2 separate regions of the Mus musculus genome follow, and region 2 is linked to region 1. A link is a contact called in public promoter capture Hi-C data. All regions are on one chromosome and are shown on one strand. Each heading gives the region's core, a stretch centred on a gene start, on an enhancer-like site or on the middle of the called end of the contact. The rest is flanking DNA. Distances are from core to core; before and after follow the strand shown.

Region 1 (5,428 bases), core at 520-3,019:
AACGAAACACTGCAAAGCCTTTATAGTCTTCGCTTAGCTTCTGGATGTTTTCTGGAGACAATTATCTGGCGATCCGGAAGCTTAGCAGGTTGCTCTACATGTGGATGGCGTACCTCTAAGTTTGCTGACTGCCTACACACAATTTCTTCTCACTAAATGAGCCTTGGATAAAGATGGCAACGAAGATGAGGCAAGTTTGCTGACGCTTTGACTGGAGAGCAAGATGTCTATGGAAAGCAAGATAGCCAGTGCAGGAATGGGAGCACGATAAGGCGCTATCTCCCTTGAGGCATGGAAAAATACTGTCATTTGGGAGCTATATATACCAAGCATGTTTTTGGGTTTGCTTCTGGTCTCCTGGACAGTCACATGACCTGTGAAACCCCACTGATGAAAAGGTTGTGGGTTCCCCGGTGCAAATACTTGCCTTCCTTTTGCTATGTTGATCGAACCAATCTATACAGGCCACTGTTGTTTGCCTTGAAAAATGATAAGACTTCTGGGTTTTACAAACCATATTTGTATGGTGACTTGTGGAAACAAACTGCATGTGTTTGTTATACTTAAAATAAGAGCACAAGCAAGAACGGTCAAAGGCTGTCAATAATTTTTCGATAAATCTTTATTCACTTGCAACACATGAAGGGGTTAGACAGTGGATTTTTGGGACATACTACTCCCAAGGCTGAGTGTCAACTTTAGGAAACGTTCAAGGTTTGCCTCTGCCTGTGTCTCAAGCCAAACCAAATAAGTGGTCTTATCAAGTACTAGCCAAACACAGAGCTTAATACACAGATTTATTACAAGTCACTCTTACATCATTATAAAACTTAAAATATAAATAATGCTATCTTCAAACTATTGTATTCTAAAGTGTCAGGAAACTGAAGGGAGATAAGGTTAGATATTGGTGGTGACAAGCAATTGTCAAATCCATAAACCAGAAGAAAAGGTGATTTAAGAATGCCTAAGGAAAAATGCAAACTTGCCTGATTATAATTTCTTTCGCTCACTTGGACTGGAGGCAAAGGATGAGAGGACACGGGGCAAAAATGTAAAGCGTCTGTCTTATGTTTGCATTACTAAAGTCACTGGATGGCAGGCTGCTCGAGTTATCACGCACAGGCAACATGTCTGTACTACATACGTTCCCTGTAAGAGCTCAGTCCTACCCTCAGTTCCTCAGCACCCATTTCCCCCACACAACACACTCACACGCTGGAGGGCGCGCACACACACAAACCGAGACAAGCCTTTAGCTGGGACGCAGATCAAAAACCGAGCCTCGCGAGCCTCCCATCTCAGGGCAGACACCTCTCTGTCCGGAACGCAAAAGTGCGACCGGGTTTCTCGCAGGACCCTCTGAGCGGACGCCCCAGGCCGACCCGCCCCAGGCCGGAGGTCCAACACCTCCCGGCCGGGCCGCCTCGGGGTCGGGTGGCCGGGCGCGCGCAGGCGCAGAGGCCGCGCGCGGGGCAGGCTGGAGCGGGCCTCACCGCGCAGGCGGCCCGGTGCAGCTCGACGATGTGCCTCTCCGCTGCAGTTAACTCTCGGCTCGCTGGATGCCTTGGTTCTCCTTCGGGCGTTCCCCACGAGTCGGCCGCGGAGCCGCCGCGGGCTCCTTCGGAAGTCGAACCGAGGGTTGAGTTGAGCTGCTGTCGGAAACCTTCGGCCCGAGGCGGTGGCCTCCCAAGCGATACCCTCGCCAGCGTCCAGATCCCCTGGGCGGCCATGGCGCCGGCGCGGTGGGAGGCGGGGCCGGAGGTGGGGCGTGGGCAGGGGAGGCGGGGTCGGTCTAGGGGCGGGGCGAAGAGGGGAGGCGGAGCACTGTTCAGTGTAGACTGGGCTGCCTCTCAGTCTTCAGCTCCCTCCATCTGGGTCCTCTGCAAAGAAAATTATGCATATGAAGACTGGAAGAAGGTGCCTTCTTTACTCTTAAAGTCGCTACTATTTTTTTCTCAGATAAAGGACGAGCATTTTCATTTCCTATCAAGCTAGATCGTATTCTGCATAATCATACTTGTTTAAAAAAATAATAAGAAGGAAAGCACCTTCAGCCCATATAGAAAAGGCTGCGTATTTGCTGGTCATGTGTGACAGGAATGAAGCTGGAATCACAAGCTTGGTGATATGGTTCATTGGCTCACTCTAGAATGAAAATCAAGGAAAAGTCTCACACAAAGAGTGTAGTGAAGTTTTCACAAAACCAAACCTAAAATCCTGTCTGAGAAAGTGACACCCATACTCCTACAAAATTTAGGGAAATTAGCACGATCCCAAGAAACAATTTTATGTGTTCATTAAATTAACAGCACCCCCAGCCTTGGATGCCATAGCCTGAATTTCAAGAGTAGGCAGTGTTATTGAGTAGTTAGTGCTCTTTGGTGTAAAGAGCTATTGGCAGGAGTGAATCCTTAGCAAGAGTGGGTTAGTTGGACAGGAGAAAGTTGTCAAAGCCACCAAAGACAATTCAATTCCTTTTTACACTGATTTACCCTGCAACTCCGAAACCACAATTTGATGGTTTTGGGTTGTTGTTTTTTTTTTTTTTTTAAAGATTTATTTATTATTTTATGTAAGTACACTGTAGCTGTCTTCAGACACACCAGAAGAGGGAGTCAGATCTTGTTACGGATGGTTGTGAGCCACCATGTGGTTGCTGGGATTTGAACTCTGGACCTTCGGAAGAGCAGTCGGGTGCTCTTACCCACTGAGCCATCTCACCAGCCCTGTTTTTTTTTTTTTTAAGATTTATGTATTTATTTATTTTATGTATGTGAGTACACTGTTGTTCTCTTCAGACACACCACAAGAGGGCACTGGGTTCCATTTTAGATGGTTGTGAGCCACCACGTGGTTGCTGGGAATTGAACTCAGCACCTCTAGAAGTGCTCTTAACCACTAAGCCATCTGTCCAGCCCCCGATTTGATGTCCTTAATCACAGATGGAAACAACTCTATTGGTATATTGTAAAACTCAGTGAATTAATAAATTTGAATCCTGTGTTTAAATGTTCCTTTACATTGGAGTAGTATATTTGCCATTTGAAGACTACCTGATGTTCTGAGGGACTTTAAGGAAATCTGGAAAGATGGGACCAAAGTTAAATTCACCCAACATGATTATCATTAAACTTGAGAATTTAAGCATAGGTCATGTTCCTGTTCGCCCCCAACCAACACCACAAAATTAGATTTATGGGCTTCAGAGGTGGAGACATGAGGATTATGTTTGTGGCCAGCCTGAGCTACCTACTGAGTTCCAGCTATAGCCCAGTCTAAGAAAAAGAATCATCCTGGTTAGTCTATGCCTCTGGGCACACAGGCTGATCTTTGTATTAGTCACATGATACCACTGCTTGCATTCTTACAGATGCACCTTTAAAATGTAATCAAAGTTGAAATGAGATGAGAGAATAACTCACTACTAACAACACAAAGCATTCTAAATATCTATTTTCAGGTTTAATCTGATCATCAGCATCCAGTTTTCTTTCCCGTGTCTCTTGCTTTGAAAGGCCCCCATTGGCCTTGAATTTTAGCTCATCTTTGTGTGCATTCTTTCTTTTTCGGAGACTCCTCCATTCACATTAGCCAAAGCTGTATGAAAGTGAGAGCACCAAGTCCAAGCTCAGAAGGTAGATGTAGAGCTTGAATGAGAACAATCACTGTAGACTCATTGTTTAAACACTTGATCCACAGTTGGTGGAACTATTTGGGAAGGATTAGGAGATGTTGGAGGAAGTGTGCCCCTAAAGGTGGGCTTTCAGGTTCAGGAAGCACACACCATTCCCATTTAGCTCTCTCTTTGTCTCTGCCCCTATGCTTATGAATTAGATGTAAATTAGATGCTCCAGCATCATGCCTGCCTGCCTGCCTCCTGCCTTACTCTGCACCATAATGTTTATAGATGATAACACTCTAAAATTGTGAGCTGCCACAGACCCTCTGGATCCCTTTGTCTGCATGGAATGGGTCTCTGGGGCAAGTGGGCAAAGCATCGGAGGGAATGACAGACAGATGTACACAGGAGAGGTTGTGTAGAATCTGAATGTAATGTGTCAAATTGAGCATCAAACTTTTTATACAGAAGAAAATAGGGAAGTTGGGTGACACACCAGCAAGGTACAAATAGGTTACTGGATTCTTACACAAAACAGAGGAATACAAACACAGAAGGTCTAACAGGGATAGAATTCATTGTTAACAACTGGGATCAAAAAAAGCTCCACCTAAAGTTCACTTAATCTTAGAAGCCAGGGTCAAGGGCTTCGTGCCCTTGCCATAGTTCCTATTTTAGTCTATTGTATAGTCCACCTTCCCCCTAGGCCATTGTAAATACGTGTGAATGGGTGTAACTCAGCTATCTATAGTTCTAAGTATCTACTCTGGTTCTTCCTTAGGTCTCAAACTTCCTTCTTCCTAGATGATGGTAAATTCCTGTGTAGGGCAGTGACTTAGCTTTGTTCAAAGTGATAGTGTAATACCAGAGGCAATTCTGAATGTCACTGAATAGCAACATTCTTACTGAATTCCAAGCCCATGGTCAGCTCAAGGACTTTCTAGGACGTTGGAACACTGGTGAAGACTAAGCTATGTCAGAATTCAATCTTAAAAGGCACTTATAATAAGATAATACTAAAAAAGAGCACGTGGATCCATACACCAGACTAACGCGGGAATGGAATATTAATGTATGGGTTAGAAAGAAGACCAGACTCCAGGAGGTGAGTTTCCCTGAAACTCTCCACCTCGTGAATGGCTTCCAGGCCTCTCGGCCTGTCAAGCTGACTCTACGGGAGTGCGTGGCAGTGAGCCACAAAATTAAACACATTCATTAGTAAGTTGCCTTGGTCATGGTGTATTGTCATGGTTCTAGAAAAGTAAGTGAAGTTTTCATTTTATTATGAAGCTATTATAGTTGGATTTTCAAGTAATATGATATTGGGCAGGTTTTCTAACTCTTCTCCAAAATTTGGGTGTATATATTGGCTTAAACATGTTTATAATATTTAATGGTGGGTTCTGTGGATTTGCATTCCCCCTAGAATTCATAGGTATGTTAGGACTCTGGGTTGTAAGATTACCCACACATATATACATGTGCCCAAACACACACACACAAGCATACATATAAATACATACATACATCATACAATTTAGTCTGCTTAGAATAAAAGAACTCTGTTTATTTAATCATGAAGGATAAGTGAGATTAGCATTTGATGAGTTGACCAGAGCATGACTCTCTCCAGTTTTTCTGTCAGTGTGAATTCACTTGCTCCATATGCCCTTTTCTTATTGATGGAAAATGGTTGCAAACAAATTGTAAAGTGTCATAGATTATCAGACCTTGCAATGAAACTCCAGCTCAGGAGACGCTCCTTGCCTCCTAGAAGTTTTAGCAGTCATCAGCAGTACAAGAAAG
Region 2 (5,988 bases), core at 1,430-3,929, 280 kb after region 1:
TTGACAATTATTCTTGAACCTTAAGTTATTATCATACTGTTCTGTTTTCTTTCTGCTTTCTAAAATTCATTTTGGAGAAATAAGCACCACACCTTATAATAGTAAATAATGTATAACCCCTAAGTGGATAATTTCTATGTAGTCATGTGTGAGGAAGAAGTAGAAGGCACACGACCTGATAAAGGTGTGTGCACACCTGGATTCCACACCTGGAGCTGGGAGCCGGGGGACTTGGGACCAACGGCCAGTCTCAGTTTACAGTGAGTTGGAAACCAGCTAGAAAAGACCCTATCCCAGAAAGTTTTTTTAAAAATATAAAAAAATAACCTAAATGAAAGATGAGACTTGATTGGTAATAAAGTAAAATGTATTTGAAAAATAAATCAATAGGATAACATGAATGTTTTTCATCATTTGGTAAAGGAAATATGCACCTGAATCGTTGGGGATGAGTCATAATGGTTTTGACCCAGGATTTTCTTGTTCAATAGAAAGGAGAAAGTGCTGCAAAGGATCATTATTACAATGAAGTTGTTTCTTGGTTTTTCTTTTAAGTGAGGGAAAGATTTGAAGGATTAAATTAACCAATTGTGCATATGTGTGCATGCATGTGTGTGTGTGTGTGTGTGTGTGTGTGTGTGCATGCATGCCATTGCATGTGTGTAGGTTAGTGGACAACTTGCAAGATTTGGCTTTCAGCCACTACTGTGATGGTTCTGGGGCCCAAACTCAGCTCGTTAGTCTTAGCTATAAGCAGGCTAATGCCTTTAACATCCGGCTAGCTCTGTTGTATTTTCTTTCATAAAACAAAGATAGAACCGCATAAAAAGATACATGCTGTATTTTGTGGGGTCCTTTGGGCAACAGTGTAGCCATTGAGACTTTACTTTTAATGGTGACTTTTTTCCTTTCCTTTTGGAGATTCTTATCATAAAAATTAAGAAAGTAGTTTAAAATCTAACTGAAATCAGTTGTTTTAGAAGACGATGTTAGATGTGTGTTTCTTTTTTTTTTTTCCCCAAAGAGGGAGGGTTATTAGTTTATGTGTATGAGAGTTTTGGCAACATGTGTGTGTGTGTGTGTGCACCACATTCACTGCAACCTTAGAGGCCAGAAGAGTGTTAGATCCCTGGATCCAGAGTCACCAGCGGTTGTGAGTTAACAAGTGGGTGCTGGGAATTGACCGTGGGTCTTCTTCAGGAACAAGTGTCATTAACTGCTCAGCTATCTCTTCAGCAACAGATATGTTTTCTTTTGTCTAATAATATCATTTCAGTGACTAAATAATGTTATTTATAAGTGAGCATGTTTATTAGCAAGAGTTTTGGTGCACGTTTGTGTATCTCTGGGGTCTAGGTAGTACCATACATCTGGACAAGAGGACAAAGGACAACCTTAGATGTTCGTTATTCCTCGCTCTCCATATACCGTGGTTTTTGAGACAGGGTCTCAGTGGCCTGTGTCTCTCTGAGGAATGTGCTCATGTCTCCCATCCCAGCACTAGGATGACATGTGTGTGCCACCACACCTGGCTTCTTTCCTCAAGTCCTGTTTCACAGCAAGTGTTGTGCCCTGTGGGTCTCCTCCTCAGCCGGAACTGTCAGGTTCTCTTAGAAGGAGTTCTGAGAGACGAGCTCATTCATACCCATGGCATCCTTTCAGCGCGTTTCCTTCCAGCCATATGGTTTTGCTTCTAGAAAGTTAGAGACTATTTTTAGAGATAAAAGTGTCATTTAGTCACATTAAGATACAAACACCTATTAGTGTACATTGCTATTTAAAAATTACAAAACCATCTTTTTTGTCCTCGTGGTTTTCTGCATTTCCCAATTTCCTGTTTTCCTTGATTCTTCTCCACACTTGAAATGTTTTAAGTGAACCTAACTGTATAAAACAAACATTTTTTAAAACAATAGACATAAAACTTTGAAAAAAATATTTTTAGATGTCTAGGCATGTTGAATTTCAATAGGCTATATTTTCCACTGCAAGGCAAATATTTAAATGTGAGAATATAGGGAAGCCTTAGGTTCATGTGTGAATGAAGAACGATGCTTTTGGTGTGAGTTCTGATGGCCTGGTGCACTCACTCTCAGGACCTGGTCCTGGTTTACAACAGGCCAGTAAAGGGACCTGCTGGGCTGCTGTGCTGGGCTGCTGTGCATGCTGTCTCTGGGCGAGCTGTGTTTTTCTGGTTTTAGCTTTTAGTGGTTACCCCTGGCATCTAACTTTTATATGTTCCAGGGAGCCCGAGGTCATATCAGCAGTGGGTGTATACAGTCAAGGTAAGTGTATGCCTTTTGTTTCTCCTCTTTTCACTCTAGAAAGTGCAGAGAAATATTGAGAAAAAGTATTCTGGCTATACTTAACACTGTTTAATTTGAAATGTGTATGTTTTATCACACTAAGTAATTTTTGTTCATGCTTTGTTGATAATATAAAGGAAATTTAAAATGAAAGTGTTTACGTTAGACATAAAAGTCTTACTCAAAGCCACCATTTGCCTGCACACTGTATTATAGGTCACAGCACCCCTGTGCTGCTTAGGTTCTGATAGTGTGATACTTTCCAAAGAGGGAACCTCAGCTGAGGAGATGCATCTATCATATTGGCCTGTGGGAATGGCTGTGTGACATTGTCTTGCTTAATGATTGATGGGCCAGCCCACAGTGGGCAGTGCCGCCCTGGGTAAGTGATCCTGAGAGGTGTAAAAGAGACAGCTGACTAGGGACTTGGAAGGGGGCCAGTGAGCCACACTCCTCCATTCAGGTTCCTGCTTGAGTGCCTGCCCTAGCTTCCATTGATGATGAACTCTGACCTGAGTGATGTAATAAGTCCTCTTCTCTTGAAGGTGAGTTTCATCAGTGTCATAGCAATAGAAAGCCAACAAAGGACTAGGGTGCAGTAGTAGGGTCTGATGGGGATTTTATTGGATTACAATGTTTTGTTAGTATGATATGTTCTAGTGAAGAAAATCACCCACAGTCGAAGTCTTTATTGCCCAGCGTCAAATCAGCTGATGACCATCATCTTCTGTCTGTTGAGAAACTCTAAGTTTGTTCTGTCTTGTCCATCGTACTCTTTATTCCAACCTGGTGATGAAATGCCTCGGAAATGATGCTTTACACCAACTGAAAAGAACTGAGCAAAATATTTACACTCTGTTTTAAATCATTATAAAATGTAAAATATTAAAAAATAATTGACATAACTTCATGGGTCTTTAACTTACATATTTTTCTATATTACTGACAATGTTTCATTTTTCTAGGACAGCTTGCCCACAAGTCTTTAAAAATGTTTCTCTTCTTTCAGAAAGGAGGTGCATTGTTCAACACAGCAGTGACCAAAGCAACTCCCGCTGTGCGGACTGCATACAAATTTGTAAGTTTCCTCTCTGACTTTCAGACTTCTGCTGATAAAATTACATGTATGGTGTGTGTGTGTGTGTGTGTGTGTGTGTGTGTGTGTGTGTGTGTACAACCTTGCATGCATGCATACATTTATTTTTGTTTTCTTTTTCATGGCATTTTTGTTTGAGCGTTTCATATATGAGTATTGTATTTATGTCACTCTGCTCCTCCTCCTCCTTCTAGTTCCTCTGGTGTGACTTTCACTCCTCAAATTCTTGGCCTCTTATTAAAATATAATTGTTACATCCATGTGTATTGTGTATGTTTACTTAATTATAAATGTATATAAGTTACAGATACAACCGGCTGAGTCCATTTAGTGTTTCTCATCGTGTGGTTAGGGCTAACCTCCTGGGCTTGGCTAACCTCATTCTAGAGAAGACAGATTCTCTTTCTCTCTCAGCTGCCATTAACTTCTAGTAGCTCATTTTCTAGGAATCAAGCCCTGTTAGAATTTTTCCATCCACCTGCACATCATTTGTTGCTTAGGCAACCATGTTGTTGGGATTTCCTGGGTGCAGCTTCCCTGTCCTCTGTAGAAGATACTATCTTGCAGCACACATTCTGCCCTGGTGCTCTGGCTCTTAGAAGGTTCCCATGATGCCCGTTGAGTCTCAGCTGTGGGGTTGTGCTGTGGGTTTATCAGTGGGCTGAGTACCCACTGATAAACACTGAGTGGTGGTTCTCAGTGTTTTTGACCAGTTGTGACTTTATAATGTTAAACAGGGTCTCCCACTAGAGTGTGGACCTCACTAATGGGGCCAGGTCGGGCAAGGTCCAGGATCCTTGTGAACCTGCCTGCCTTTGCCTTTGAGCACTGTGAATACAAGTGCAGCTGCGTGTCCATCCAGCCCTTTACTCGTCTGGTGATCGAATGCAGGTCTTCATCCCGGCGTGGCAAGCACTGTTAACGTCTGAGCTATTGCTACAACTGTTTTCCATTTTTAAAATAAGCTTTATAAAATGTTTAGAGTTCATATCAAACAAAATAAAAGTCTGTTATTAAAATAATGTTGTATGTATGGGAAGTTACTTTCTTTATACAAGCTAAATATATTCTTGTTTTACTTAGTGTTATCACACTTTGTGTAGACTTAAGCTTCCTGGATCACTGTGCTCTTGTCTATGGTGGCTTGGGAACAGTGTCATCCTGGAGCTGGGACAGCAACAGTGCAGTGTTTGTAAGACCCAGCACATAGTCAGGAAACAAAGTAAAGGAGGCTTCCTTTTGTCTGCTTTTACCTGGAGTACTCTGAGTAAAAATCTCCGGTGCAGCGAAAGCCCCACGATTATGAAGCTCCCCGCTGTCCTAAGTTGGACCCCACAATTCATAGCCAGACTGGAGACACTGAATGATAAGACAAACCCTAGCGAAATATGAAGGTAGCGTGAAGTTGTTCAGTGACTTAATTTTTGCTGGAAAATCTATGGGTGAAATACCACTCCCCTAGATGCCTGTGTCTGAAAAAGCACTTCAGCAACACTCTAACATTTCTTCAGTTTCTTGAAGCTTACACACCTGTCCAAATAACCTGACACTGTGATTACTTTCTCTCCATCTCTCCATCTCCGTCTCCGTCTCTCTGTCTCTGTCTCTCTTTCTTTCTTTTTTTTTTTAATTAGGTATTTTCCTCATTTACATTTCCAATGCTATCCCAAAAGTCCCCCATACCCTCCCCCCCCACTCCCCTACCCACCTACTCCCACTTTTTGGCCCTGGCATTCCCCTGTACTGGGGCATATAAAGTTTGCAAGTCCATTGGGCCTCTCTTTCCAGTGATGGGTGACTAGGCCATCTTTTGATACATATGCAGCTAGAGTCAAGAGCTCCGGGGTTCTGGTTAGTTCATAATGTTGTTCCACCTATAGGGTTGCAGATCCCTTTAGCTCCTTGGGTATTTTCTCTAACTCCTCCATTGGGGGCTCTGTGATCAATCCAATAGCTGCCTGTGAGCATCCACTGGAACTCTCTTTCTTTCTTTCTCTCATTGGTCACAATTTTCAGTTAATAATGGGGATTAGGTACCCGATTGATTCTCGACTGAATGTTAACTTTTGTGTGTTTGTATGAAATACAGAATTGACCCTTTTAAACAACAGTTTGGGCTTAATAAAATGGTAACTAGATGACCTCCCTGGAAATAGTGCTAGGATATAATTTGTTTCTTTTCTAACTAATATGGATAGTTAGCAAACCTTATTAGAGATAATCTTACATATCTTTTTATTTAGTAAATGATAATAGAAGCATAAGAAGCTTGATACACTTATTCTCATTTCCTAGGCAAAGAGTCACGCCAGACTGGGACTAAAGGAGGTGAAGAGCAGGCTGAAACACAAGGTGCGTCTGCCTTCTTGGTCTTCGTACTTCCCCCCTGATTTTGTGTGAGTTTGTAGCTCTACAAGCTGAGATTTCTGTTTTGATGGCTTTTATGATATGCTCTTGCTTTGTTCAAGAATGTACTTTTTATAACAAGTCCTCTGACAACTAATTCTCAGCTATTCTGTGTGTGTTCACCAAATAATCCTTGTATTGTTTGCATATTTTATCACAGAATGTGGAGTCCTTAAAAAA

What was found. Promoter capture Hi-C pulls out the DNA fragments that hold promoters and counts their contacts.
Region 2: a promoter capture Hi-C map of neutrophils shows a contact between it and region 1, with 5 times the contacts expected there. The contact joins the enhancer-like site here to the promoter of 2310009B15Rik in region 1. A contact is called at or near these places in 18 of 39 promoter capture datasets (the C10 cell line, the HPC-7 cell line, cranial neural crest and 12 more), 2 of 484 Hi-C or Micro-C datasets (bone marrow-derived macrophages and transitional/marginal zone B cells), 18 of 115 datasets of contacts at active chromatin or transcription factors (bone marrow-derived macrophages, craniofacial prominence, embryonic basal ganglia and 11 more) and 3 of 9 other capture datasets (adipose tissue, liver and macrophages).

The regions. Positions count from the first base shown.
Region 1 is chr1:138,855,085-138,860,512 of GRCm38.p6, forward strand. It overlaps 2310009B15Rik (RIKEN cDNA 2310009B15 gene), which reads right to left and starts at 1,770. Exons shown (of 3, transcript NM_001081226.1): 1 at 1,497-1,770. The coding sequence starts at 1,733.
Region 2 is chr1:139,137,137-139,143,124 of GRCm38.p6, forward strand. It overlaps Dennd1b (DENN/MADD domain containing 1B), which reads left to right. Exons shown (of 22, transcript NM_001166501.1): 16 at 2,245-2,285; 17 at 3,316-3,384; 18 at 5,698-5,754. Among named protein-coding and RNA genes, the nearest start is that of Gm41960, 28 kb to the right of the region's middle. Within about 2 kb of position 2,680, at least 1 of the 459 cell types and tissues checked has an H3K27ac peak or open chromatin away from gene starts, as enhancers often do.